4 separate regions of the Mus musculus genome follow, and all the other regions are linked to region 3. A link is a contact called in public promoter capture Hi-C data. All regions are on one chromosome and are shown on one strand. Each heading gives the region's core, a stretch centred on a gene start, on an enhancer-like site or on the middle of the called end of the contact. The rest is flanking DNA. Distances are from core to core; before and after follow the strand shown.

What was found. Promoter capture Hi-C pulls out the DNA fragments that hold promoters and counts their contacts.
Region 1: a promoter capture Hi-C map of liver shows a contact between it and region 3, with 2.7 times the contacts expected there. The contact joins the enhancer-like site here to the promoter of Trpm5 in region 3. A contact is called at or near these places in 5 of 39 promoter capture datasets (the 3T3-L1 cell line, HPC-7-derived erythroid cells, embryonic stem cells and 2 more), 1 of 484 Hi-C or Micro-C datasets (the N1E-115 cell line) and 3 of 9 other capture datasets (adipose tissue, embryonic stem cells and pancreatic islet).
Region 2: a promoter capture Hi-C map of embryonic stem cells shows a contact between it and region 3, with 3 times the contacts expected there. The contact joins the enhancer-like site here to the promoter of Trpm5 in region 3. A contact is called at or near these places in 16 of 39 promoter capture datasets (the 3T3-L1 cell line, 3T3-L1-derived adipocytes, the C10 cell line and 8 more), 1 of 15 datasets of contacts at CTCF or cohesin (large pre-B cells), 1 of 484 Hi-C or Micro-C datasets (bone marrow-derived macrophages), 1 of 115 datasets of contacts at active chromatin or transcription factors (double positive thymocytes) and 4 of 9 other capture datasets (adipose tissue, liver, macrophages and 1 more).
Region 4: a promoter capture Hi-C map of liver shows a contact between it and region 3, with 2.4 times the contacts expected there. The contact joins the enhancer-like site here to the promoter of Trpm5 in region 3. A contact is called at or near these places in 4 of 39 promoter capture datasets (the 3T3-L1 cell line, embryonic stem cells, liver and 1 more), 1 of 484 Hi-C or Micro-C datasets (cardiomyocytes) and 1 of 9 other capture datasets (adipose tissue).

Annotation. Positions count from the first base shown.
Region 1 is chr7:143,348,651-143,351,350 of GRCm38.p6, forward strand. All of the region lies in intron 11 of Kcnq1 (potassium voltage-gated channel, subfamily Q, member 1), which reads left to right. Among named protein-coding and RNA genes, the nearest start is that of 4933417O13Rik, 19 kb to the left of the region's middle. Within about 2 kb of position 1,396, at least 14 of the 459 cell types and tissues checked have an H3K27ac peak or open chromatin away from gene starts, as enhancers often do.
Region 2 is chr7:142,948,316-142,951,015 of GRCm38.p6, forward strand. No RefSeq gene overlaps it. Among named protein-coding and RNA genes, the nearest start is that of Ascl2, 20 kb to the right of the region's middle. Within about 2 kb of position 1,431, at least 14 of the 459 cell types and tissues checked have an H3K27ac peak or open chromatin away from gene starts, as enhancers often do. A contact at or near this core is called in embryonic stem cells and trophoblast stem cells, where this site is marked.
Region 3 is chr7:143,093,237-143,095,936 of GRCm38.p6, forward strand. It overlaps Trpm5 (transient receptor potential cation channel, subfamily M, member 5), which reads right to left and starts at 1,406. Exons shown (of 25, transcript NM_020277.2): 1 at 1,330-1,406.
Region 4 is chr7:143,312,792-143,315,491 of GRCm38.p6, forward strand. The region is part of intron 11 of Kcnq1 (potassium voltage-gated channel, subfamily Q, member 1); the gene reads left to right. Among named protein-coding and RNA genes, the nearest start is that of 4933417O13Rik, 17 kb to the right of the region's middle. Within about 2 kb of position 1,345, at least 37 of the 459 cell types and tissues checked have an H3K27ac peak or open chromatin away from gene starts, as enhancers often do. A contact at or near this core is called in liver, where this site is marked.

The DNA.
Region 1 (2,700 bases), core at 146-2,645, 260 kb after region 3:
GCAAAAAGAGATAACTAAACCCCCTCAGGCTTCTTGTATAAGATCATTAACCCTATTCATGTGGGTGCCCCTCTCATGACCTAATGTCCTCCCAAAGGCCCCACCACAGTCTCCTTGGAGATGAAGTTTTTAGTGTATGCAGACACTCAGACCCAAGAGCCTTGACTGGGGAAACAGAATCACCCTCCTCTTTCAGCTCTGGGACAGTTGAAATGGGTGACCTTTGCATTGCAGCCACCTGCCCCTGAGACCCTGCAGAATGTTAGTGCCAAACAAGAATGTCTGCTATGGCTGGCCTGGGCGGGGGCCCAGCAAAGGGTGGCTCACATGGATGGCTAATATGGAAATAATTTGACAAAGACATAAAAACCATCCATTGAACACTCTACGTGATGAGACATCACTTAGACCTGCCAAGAGAGTCAAAGTTCACTGTCCTGTTTTTTGATAATGAACCGAGAGCTACCCTGAGAATGATGTGGGTATCATTGGGTGTAGCAGGGAGCTACAGCAAGGATTGCAGTGTGGGGTGGGGGGAATCACAGGAGCTGAGCTTTGTCTCTTGGAAGCATCCCCTGTGATCCACTGTCTGGGGGTTGGGCAGAAGGGGCAAGGATGGACTGTTGTGCACACAGAGAGGAAATGAGACCAACTTCAGGGCCCACTGGTTGCCTGCCTGGGTTCCTGGGATACCCGAGAAAGGGGTTCTGTCCACCCTCCAGAGCTTCCCTATCTCTCCAGCTGAGCTCTCTGCAGAGATCTGCAAGGCAGCCACTCCTGCTACAATGCTCTGTGCACACGTCAGCATGGTCACACTCTGTGCAGCCATCACCACTAGCTAACCGTGGAGCGTTTCATCACCCTCAAAAGCCACCTTCACCCATCAGCAGTCACCCCGTATCCTCCCTGCCTAAAGGACCACCGATCTCAAATTTCCACAATGTGCTATTCTGAGCATTTCATAGAGCTGGGGCTCTCCAGCCTGGGGTCAGTCGTGGCTGGCTTCTTTTACCTAGCACAATGCCCTGTAGGTTTATTTGTTTTGTGATATGTGTCAAAATGTCACCACTCTTAGTTTGTGTGGCTGAATGATACTCAGTTGCACGGACAAACCGTGCTTGTGTGTGTCTGCCTGCTGACAGATTTTTAGATCTACTCTGAATTGCACTGCTATGACCCTCACATCTGTGTTCTTATATGAATTTGTGTCTTCGTTTCTTAGAATACATATGTAGAGCTGTGGTTATGAGGGGTCACATTTTTAAGGAACCCCCTGCCCCAGCCTGCTTCCACCACAGCAGAGGAAGCACATTTGGTTCCTCAGTGTATAGCCATCACTTTAAAAATGTGACATCATCTCTGAGGTGGGGGAGTCACATGACTGGTATGCAAGGGCCTGTCTGGCTTTGCACCCACAGGAAACTCTGGTACTCAGACCTTGAAAAGGGAATGTGTGTCCCAGCACTGTCCACAGGCCTGAGACCTAGCACTAGCCCCACCCTTGTCAGGGGAACATAGATGTTCAAGCTAAGGAGAACTTTATGACAGCTCATGTAACTGTGTTAATGGCAGACAGCTACATAAGAGGCTTTCAGCAATGGAGTAATACCGAGGGCTGAGTAACCTTTGCTTAAGTTTATCTACTTGTTTGTTTGAGACAGAGTCTTAATCTCTGGCCTCACACTCACTACAACTCTTCTGCCTTGGCTTCCAGAGTGCTAGGATTATAGGTATGTGCAACCGTGCCCAACTCTTTTTTTTTTTGTTGTTGTTGTTGAATCACCTAACTTAAAAGATATATGATTTAAAATATATTTGTGTGTGTGTGTGTGTGTGTGTATGAAAACAGAAACCAAGGGATGGAAATACAAGATTCAGGCTGGTGGCTACCACAGCCAAAACTGGAGGTTCTCAAGACTACAATCTACAATCACAGTTGAGGAAGGACCCTTCCCAGTGAGATACTCATGGAATCCCACTTTTCACCCACTTTCAGGCCTTTGGAGAGTGGTGGAAAAAGGTCAGAGTCATATCTCCTCAAGCCAGGCCTGGAATGAAGGGTTTCAGGCAGCCTCCAGTTTGTCAGTCCAGCGTTACTGGAATTTTTCTCCGATGGCTCATGTTCCCAGGAGTCCATAAGGAAACCTTTACCTAGCCCAAGGCTATGCAGACACTCTATGGCCTTTCACACCCTGATCTCGGCAGCTTCCTGTTCAAGGCCTGACAGGCTAGCTTTGCAGCTGTGGTGAGGGAGGAATCAGTGTCTGTCTCTTCTTATGGTGTCTAAGCACATTTACTGAGAACATTGGTTCCCGATGGAAACAGCTTCGACGATAAAGCCAATGGTCACATATATGTTTATAACGCCTAAGGTCTTGCTCCACCCCATTGCCCTGCCAGCCTTAATGCACAGGCTTTACCAGTATTTTTCTTTATGCTGTGGATGTGTCAAAAGTTTGTTTGAATGGTTTGTTGAAGTGTTTATCGAAAGATGGCCTACTGAAAAGGAGTTGAAGATGCCTGATATCCCTTGGCTTAGTGTTGACAAGGGATTTTAAGGCTCAGGGAAATTGCAATGCTAGAGTGGATACGTTGTATAAAACCTAATCCTCCACAATGGGAAGGCTCAGAAGATATGCCCTTCACAAATCCTATAAGACGCAAACTGGTGAGAAGGCAGCAGCACATTTGAAGAATTTT
Region 2 (2,700 bases), core at 181-2,680, 140 kb before region 3:
GGCCATAACTCACAAAAATCTGTGTCACTGGAGCTCCCTGCCCAGCTTGTAGGCAGCGCCTCTAGTCAGTTACTATTTGCTGCTTCTGAACCCTCTAACTTCCCCATCTTCCTGGATCTTACACCACTCCCTTTCTAGGTTCCCTTGCTGTGATAAAACACTGGCTCAAAGCAACTTGGAGAGGAAAGGGTTTATTTCATCTTACAGTTTATCGGGAAGGGAAGTCACAGCAGTAACTCAAGGCAGCCAGCCACTGAAACAGAGGCCATGGAAGAACACTGCTTACTGGCTTGTTCTGTCTTGATCAGCCAGCTTTCTTACACACCCCAGGACCGCTTGTCCAGGTGTGGTACCACCCACAGTGAGCTAAATCTTTAATCAAGAAAATGCACCACCGACTTGCCTACCAGAAAAAAAAAATGGTGTCATTTTCTCAGTTGAGGTTCCTTCTTCCCTGATGACTCTAGCTTGTGTCAAGTTGACAGAAACCTAAGCAGCTTAGGTTTGCTTCAATTTGGAGTGCATTGATACATGCCACCACCCACTGAGAGTGTCCATGCATATCTTTGGATACTTACAAAGGGGATTAGTGGGTATCTTGGGATCCCCCATACTGTGTGTCAGGTTACAGATCCTTTAAAGACTCTCTGTCTGTCTGTCTGTCTGTCTGTCTGTCTGTCTCTCTCTCTCTCTCTCTCTCTGACAGAAGTCAGGCCACACTGCAGCTCTCTGGACATAGTTGATCAGCTGCCTGTCTCTTGTGGTCTTGCCCTGCAACTCAATGTCCAGGACCCCTTGGTATCCAGACCCAAGACAACCTTGAATTATAGCTACTTTAAAAATATTCGTATTAATTCTTTGAGAGTTCATACAATGCATTTTGATCATAATTATCCCCCCCAAGTCTTCCCCCTAATTCCTTAGATCCACCCATCTTCCCAACCCACACCCATCAACTTCCTGTCTAATTTTTCTTTTTAAGACAAGGTCTTTCTATGTAACCATGACTGTTCAGGAACTTTCTATGTAGACCAGACTGGTCTCCAACTCACAGAGATCTGCCTGCCTCTACCTTCCAAGTATTGGGATTAAAGGCATGTGTCACCATGATGTTTGGCTGGGTTTTTTGTTTTTTTTTTTTTTTAAATAACCCTTTGACTCCAGATAGATATTTAGATAGATAGATAGCTGACTCTCCTTCTCCCAGGAGACATCAAGTGTCCATAGCTCTTCAATTAAATATCCCCCCCCCCAACAAAAAAGGGGTTACAGAGTTGGCCCCAAGCTAATGACACTACTGAGAGGTGATTGGCTCATTAGTTGACTAAATCCAAGGGTGAATCTACTGATGAACTCACAATTAGCTGGGCTCTTAGGAGGAGGGGCCTGGATGGGGAAGTAGGTCACTGGGAAGTGTGACTTTAAAGGGTATACTTAGCCTCAGCACTGTCCTCACTCTGCTTCCTGCTTCCCCACCACCTTGACTAGAGCAGGTCTGCTCTGCCACACCCTTCTGTCACGAGGCTGTCTTCCCCCCACCCCCACCCCCCACCCCCACAACTGGCCAAGAAACAATGCAGCCAGTCCCCACCCCACCAGGAGACTAAAACCACCAGCCAAACTAAATCCTTTCTCAGTTGTTTTTCTCAAGTATTTTGTCGAAGCAAAATCACAGAAAGGTGACTAACACACTGCCCAGGGCGCAAACTCAGCCAGTTAGTTTATTTGCTCCTGGGGGGAAAGCTGCTTGCTACTGCAGAGAGAAGGCTCTCCCTGAGGGGGAGAAAGAAAACCATCCAGCTTAGGGTGCCATCGAAGAACAGCCCATCCGGGGAATTCTAGAAGCCCACAAACCTGTGGTGAGGAGTGAGCTGTGCACCCCGGAACCACAGCAGGAGGGGGAGGAGGAACTCTGAGGAGGCTGGGTCCACAGGACATGGAAATACAGGGATAGCCATAAAAACAGACCGGCGCCCCACCCCCATCCTCCTGCACTGACAGAGCTTTGATATTTAACTCTAACGCATATTTAATTGAGATCTCAGAATAGAAGCCTAGAAGAAGAGTGCAGACAAACATCTGCCACTCCAGTTCCAGGGGATTTAATACCATCTATTGGATTCTGCAATCACCTACACACAGGTGGCACACACACACACACACATACACACACACACGCACAGAGAGAGAGAGAGAGAGAGAGAGAGAGAGAGAGAGAGAGAAGAGGAAGAGGAAGAGGAAGAAGAAGAAGAAGAAGAAGAAGAAGAAGAAGAAGAAGAAGAAGAAGAAGAAGAAGAAGAAGAAGAAGAAGAACCAATCTTTAAAAATATTCCTACCATGATACATAAAACAGTGTGATATTATTATCTGGTAGCCATTGATTAAATAACTAAGTTTGTGTTTGCACATGTGTATGTGTGATATTGCATAATATGTTATGATATAAAATAAAATCCAAGGCAAATTTTTTATCAAGGGGGTATAAATAAACCAGAGTTAGGGATGTAGTTCTGTACTAGAGTACTTGCCCACTATGCACAAGATCCTAGGTTCAAAATCTCAAAACAAAACAAAATAGAAAGATTGACTTTAATAAGCCAAAAATGGGAACAAAATGGTACAATAAAAAAAAAATCCATGGGGTCAAGAAGATATCTCAGTGGTCAAGAACACTTACTGCTCTTGCAGAGGACCTGGGTT
Region 3 (2,700 bases), core at 156-2,655:
GCAGGTGTCTAGGTCTAAAATGCCCCCCTTTGTTGGTGGGGTTTTTTTGCGGGGGTGGGGGGAGCTACATGACCCTGATCATTATCCTATGCCTGAATTCTGAAAGACAAAAAACAGATTCTTAATCCCAAGGCAGTGGAGACCTTGGAGGCTCTTACTAGCTGAGACGGTCACAGAAAGAGCCTGAAATAAATGTACTTCTCCGCCCCTAAGATAGGAAGAGCCCAGAGCACGACAGATCTGGCACCCAAATCCTGGGGTCCTGAACGTACTTGTCCCTAAACTCTCTGTGCCAGCTTACAGTGATATGTGGGTAAAACTAAGAAGGTCACTGCATGCATGAATTAGCATGGCACCCCTCATCCCCTTGGTGAAGAGACCTGACATTGCTGACAGAGCAGGACGTAGATACAACTATGAGGAGCTGGGTCCCCACCCCTACACCCCTCCCTCCTGCAGCCCCTGAGCTTGGGCTGAGTTTCCAAGGTGCTGCGGCTGATGTAATCTCCAAGTCTGAGGCTCACAGTTTGGATTGCCCTCCACCCAGACCCTCCCGAACAATGGGTAGCCCTTTCCCTTGCTCATGGCAGACTTGTCCTCATGATGCCATCCCTGATGGAGAACATGAGGTAGAAATGTGGCTAGAACATAGCTCCTGCTTGCCCTTCCTACCTTCTCAGCAGAGGACTGAGCGACTTTCTGGCCCCACTCCTATGCAAGCTGACCCTGGTGTGAGCTTACCTGCCCGTTCCTTCCAGATTCCTGGCATGTAGCTGCTGGTGCTGAGTGTTAGAGGCACTTACCTACTGCAGGCTGTGTTCCTCCCTCGATCCACCCACATGCCACACCCAGCACCTGGCAGCCAATGATGTCTTAGAAAGCTGGGCATGAGTGAACCTAGGGTACCACCCATCCACCAAGGGCTAGATTGGTGCCACTGGTCTGAGAGCACATCCAGGCTGGCCAAGAGCCCACTGTTACATGAAGAGGGGTTACATGAAACATGGGTCCTTTCCTCCCTGGGCTCTGCCTGGCACAGACGATGAGTACGGCCTGGGTGTCTGTACTCTAACATGAGATCAGAGGTCAGATGGGAATTCTGCTTCATTTCTCACCAAGCCTCAGTTTCTCTAGTTGAGGAAACAAGAACTGCCTTAAGGACACATGATCCATGAAAGGGTGTCTGACAAGTGGTCCCAATGATGATAGGCAAGCAGATGAACTGTCTCCTGAGGTCCCAGAAGGTCTGGAGATGTCTGCCCTGATCTGTGGTGTGCCACACTCCTGGAGAATCCTATGGTGTGAGTGAGCTGAGTACTAGCTACTTACCAGTCAGGCAGTCAGTGCCTTGGACTGCATGAGGACTGCCTCCAAATTGAGGCTCAGGGCTGTTGCTCGTGATGCTTCTCATGGCTGTGACACTGGCTTTTTTCCTGTTGATCTATCCAGCTCCTTCAACACGAAGTCCCGGTTTCTCTTCCTGTAGACCGAGATACTCATGCCAAGCTTCCAGGCGGTTGTGAATAACTGGGGAAGACCCTCATGACAGCTCTTGACAGTGTTTCTGTGAGCCCTTCCCCCAGAGACCACAGGATCTGGCTTTCATTACTTTGCCATGAACCCCAGGGGTAGGAGGATAGGGGTTGGGCAGCAGCCAAGGACCCAACATTAGCCACCAGAGGGCGCCAAGATCACAGGCAAAAACAGGACCTGGGTGGGGCAGGGAGAGGGGTCTCCCTCTGGCTTTGTCCTAAGCAAGAGGGCCACAGTTACATCACCATCTGAGCTAGCATGTCCCCTAGCATACCTGTCATGTTACCTTGACATAAGCCATGCCCATTTGATGCCCTTCTAAAATTACAAGCTGGGCTGGGGGCTCAGACCAGCTCTAGCCACTTGAGCCCTGAAGAGCAGGGACTATAAGCCTTGAGTGCTTGAGAGCTGTGGGGTACAGCTCTGGAGGAGGGTACATAGCGGGGGCCTAGGTGGAATGGCCGGATCTCAGTATAGAACAAGGCCAGAGTTCACTGGATTCTAGAAATCTAGCCTAAGTTCATGTCCACCAAGCAATCCAAAGCCTAGCCTTCCTATGTCTGAGGACTAGGTGGAGAATAGGAGTGCTTCCAGAACCCTTCCTTCATCTGCTGCTGCCCCTTTACCTCCATCTTTTGGACACTCGAAGGACTGCACCAAATATTCCCTAACCGTTCTAGGCCAATACCATATTATGGTTCTCCTTACCCACAACCTTTCATGGACCCCTGTGATCCTAATAATCAAACCCAGAAAGGCCCTGACACTTTTTCTTTTGCTCCCTTGGGGCACCACTCCTTGGAGCATCTCCTGCAGGCTTGTCACCACAGGCTCCCATGTCTTTCAAGGACCCCTTCACCCAGGCCCACACCCACACAGGGCACATCCCCTATAGCTCACTTCCCAGGCACCCCAGCAGCGTTGCTCAGTGCTGCTTTGTCATCTGAAATGACCTTTGCTTCCTCATTTGCCCATCAACAGCCACTTCCCCCATAGTTCTGCTGGACCCTGGGCAGCCCCAGCCAACCCCAAGTGCAGAATATGAAAGTATACAGAACATGTGCCCAAAGGCAGTTGTGTGCCTGAGCATGTGCATAGTCATGAGCCATATGAAGGCATAAGTGGGGTCTGGGGAGATAGCCATTTAGTGGGAAGCAGCTTCCAAAC
Region 4 (2,700 bases), core at 95-2,594, 220 kb after region 3:
AGGCAGGCAGATTTCTGAGTTTGAGGCCAGCCTGGTCTACAAAGTGAGTTCCAGGACAGCCAGGGCCATACAGAGAAACCCTGTCCTGAAAAACCAAAAAACAAAACCAAAAAACTATCTCGCCCCATGCCTCAGCCAGGCCTCTCTAGCTGACCTGCTCAGTGAAGGATGAGGACCAAGGGGCGGTCACTCTCCACCCATGTGATACAGCTCAGATACCTGAGATAAAACAAGGTTTCCTTGACAACCTCAAGGCTATAGCTTCAGGATTCATCCCTGTGCCCCACAAAAGCACATTTCAGCCACACCACTGAGCACCCTGCCTCTGACCTCTCCTACATTAATTGTTCCCACAGTTACAGGGGCATCCCTGTCCCCAGAGCACTGACCAGGCCACAGAGACTAGAGTCTAGTCCCAGGCCACCTCATCTATCTTAGGACCCAGGACTACATTAGTAGTCATTTGTATTATACTTTTGTATAGCTATTTATGTTGTGTAAGTTTGCTTTTTACTTTTGACCATGACTATCTCCTAAATAATGTGACCCACTCTGTGCCAGACTCAGTGGCTCTGACACTAGGAAAAGAAATTAGGAACGAGGCACAAAGCTCAAGGGCTAAGCAAAAACATGGTGGAGGTAGATTGGGGACACATGGCAGAAAGATTGCTATAAGGCTGTGGCTCTCCTGATCTGCATACTGAGTTTCAGGCTAACAAGGCCTACAAATCAAGACTCTATTTCACAAGCACTTAAAATAAGAAATTCTAAAGAGCCTCAGTCTCTTCGTCCCAGGTCCATCTAACAAACCTGGGAGGCAGCTTCAGGTGGAATCTGTGGCTAGTTTGCAGAGCCACATCAGGGAAGCTGACCTCTGGTCAGACACTGAGGTCTCCTGGCTCTTCAGGACAGAATGTGTCCCTCCCCCATCACCGGTCCAGTTTGTGCCCCAGGGCTCAGCTTCAGGTATCTAGGGCTCTTGAGTAATGGCTAGGCAGACAAACAACTTCAGTACTGCAGGCTGGTGAAATTCTACAGCCTGTCTCCCAGTGTGCCTTATCTCAAAGGCTCCCTAGTCGCCCAGCCCTGCAGCTCCAGGATTCCAAACTCCTGGTTGGGGTAGGGGAACACTGGAAGGTCCCCTGTGGAAGGGGACCTCTGGAAGCCAGTTCCCTCTGCTGAGTGGTGTGGAACTTGGTGGCTCACACCGGGCCATGGGTCCTGGTATTTCTAGTGTAGAACAACCACTATTTCCGTGTTTTGAGGGAGCCACGAGCAGTCTGGAGCAAGCACTACGTGCGTCCTGCATATTGGGCAACCGAGGGCGTGGCCCCTGGCTATGGGCCAGACACACAGTCCAAGCTCAACAAATCCCCACTGAGCAAGTCCAGGAATCCTGATGTCAGGTGTGGAACTATTTGGCGGGCCCCTGATTAGCTGGCCAACTACCAAGTGACAAACTGAAGATTTACACCAAATATGAAGCCTCCCCAGCTGTCCTTCCTTCTCTCTCTGCTTGTTCAGTGTGGCAAGGGTGGGGCTTTAAGGACCCTGGTTACTGTTATAAAGAATCTTGTGTTCCCTTTTCACTCCCAGCAGAAAGGTTACATGGGTTTCTACAAGGCATTGTAGATTATGACCAGCAGTGACTAGTGTTGATTAGGGGATGGGAAATAAGATGGCCCCACAGTGATTACATGGATAGACATCTCCCCATGTGTTTAATCGCAGCCCACCCTGCATTTGCTGTACATGCAGTCTCTCTTCAAATCTTTGTCCAGCTATGGGAAGCCACAAAGCAAAGAAAACACAGTGACTTGCAGGTAGCCAGACAGAATTCTCCATCCCTGCCTCCAAGCCTTTTTCTATCAAGACAACTAAGTGACTCTTTTCACACCAGGGCCAGCATTAGGACAGGTAAGAGAGGACAGACCCAGGAAGTCATTGCTTCCCCCAGGACTATTATTTCCTAGCCTGGCCCTGCTTTCAGGAACATTTTTAAGCCTGTATTGTTGGCTCTCTAACTTTGTTTAAACACACAATCTTGTAAGAGTAGAAGAGAAGAGGCATGGGCAGCCAGGAGTACAATGAACAGCTGTGGGAACAAAGGAGAGCCAGGAAATGGAGGCAGAAAGTAAAAAAGCCACCCTCCAGGGGCTGAGACCTGTGAACCTATCTGGATCTCAGGGAAAAACACCCTTAAATGCTCACTTTGTCCCAAGTCCCCAGGGTCTGCTCCCTTAAAAAACAGAGCTCAGCACCCTCTGTGTGTGTGTGTGTGTGTACACCACAGCATGTGTGTGGAGGTCAGAGGACAACTTGTAGTTGATTCTTTCTTTCTACCATGTGGGCTCTGGAAATCAGGCTCGGGTCATCAGGTTGGTTGGTTAAGTACCTTTCCCGTCTGAGCACTCTCACCAGCCCTGACATCCCAGCTCTTTAAGGATCATGGAAAAAGAACTCAACTTGGCTGTGTTGTCTTGATTCTGAGGCTGAGAAGGGCTCATCTGCTGAGAAAGTAAGTCAAGTTTTATTCTGATGACAGGGCATCGCCTCGAGGTCCCATGGTTCAAGGTCTGTGGGACTGCTCCCTCCAGGAGTTGAGCACTAGGCTGACATGGAACATGCCCCATCCTGGTCTCCCTTCTCAGATGAACTCCCAGATGACAGGGCTGACATGCCCCATTGTGGCTTAAACCC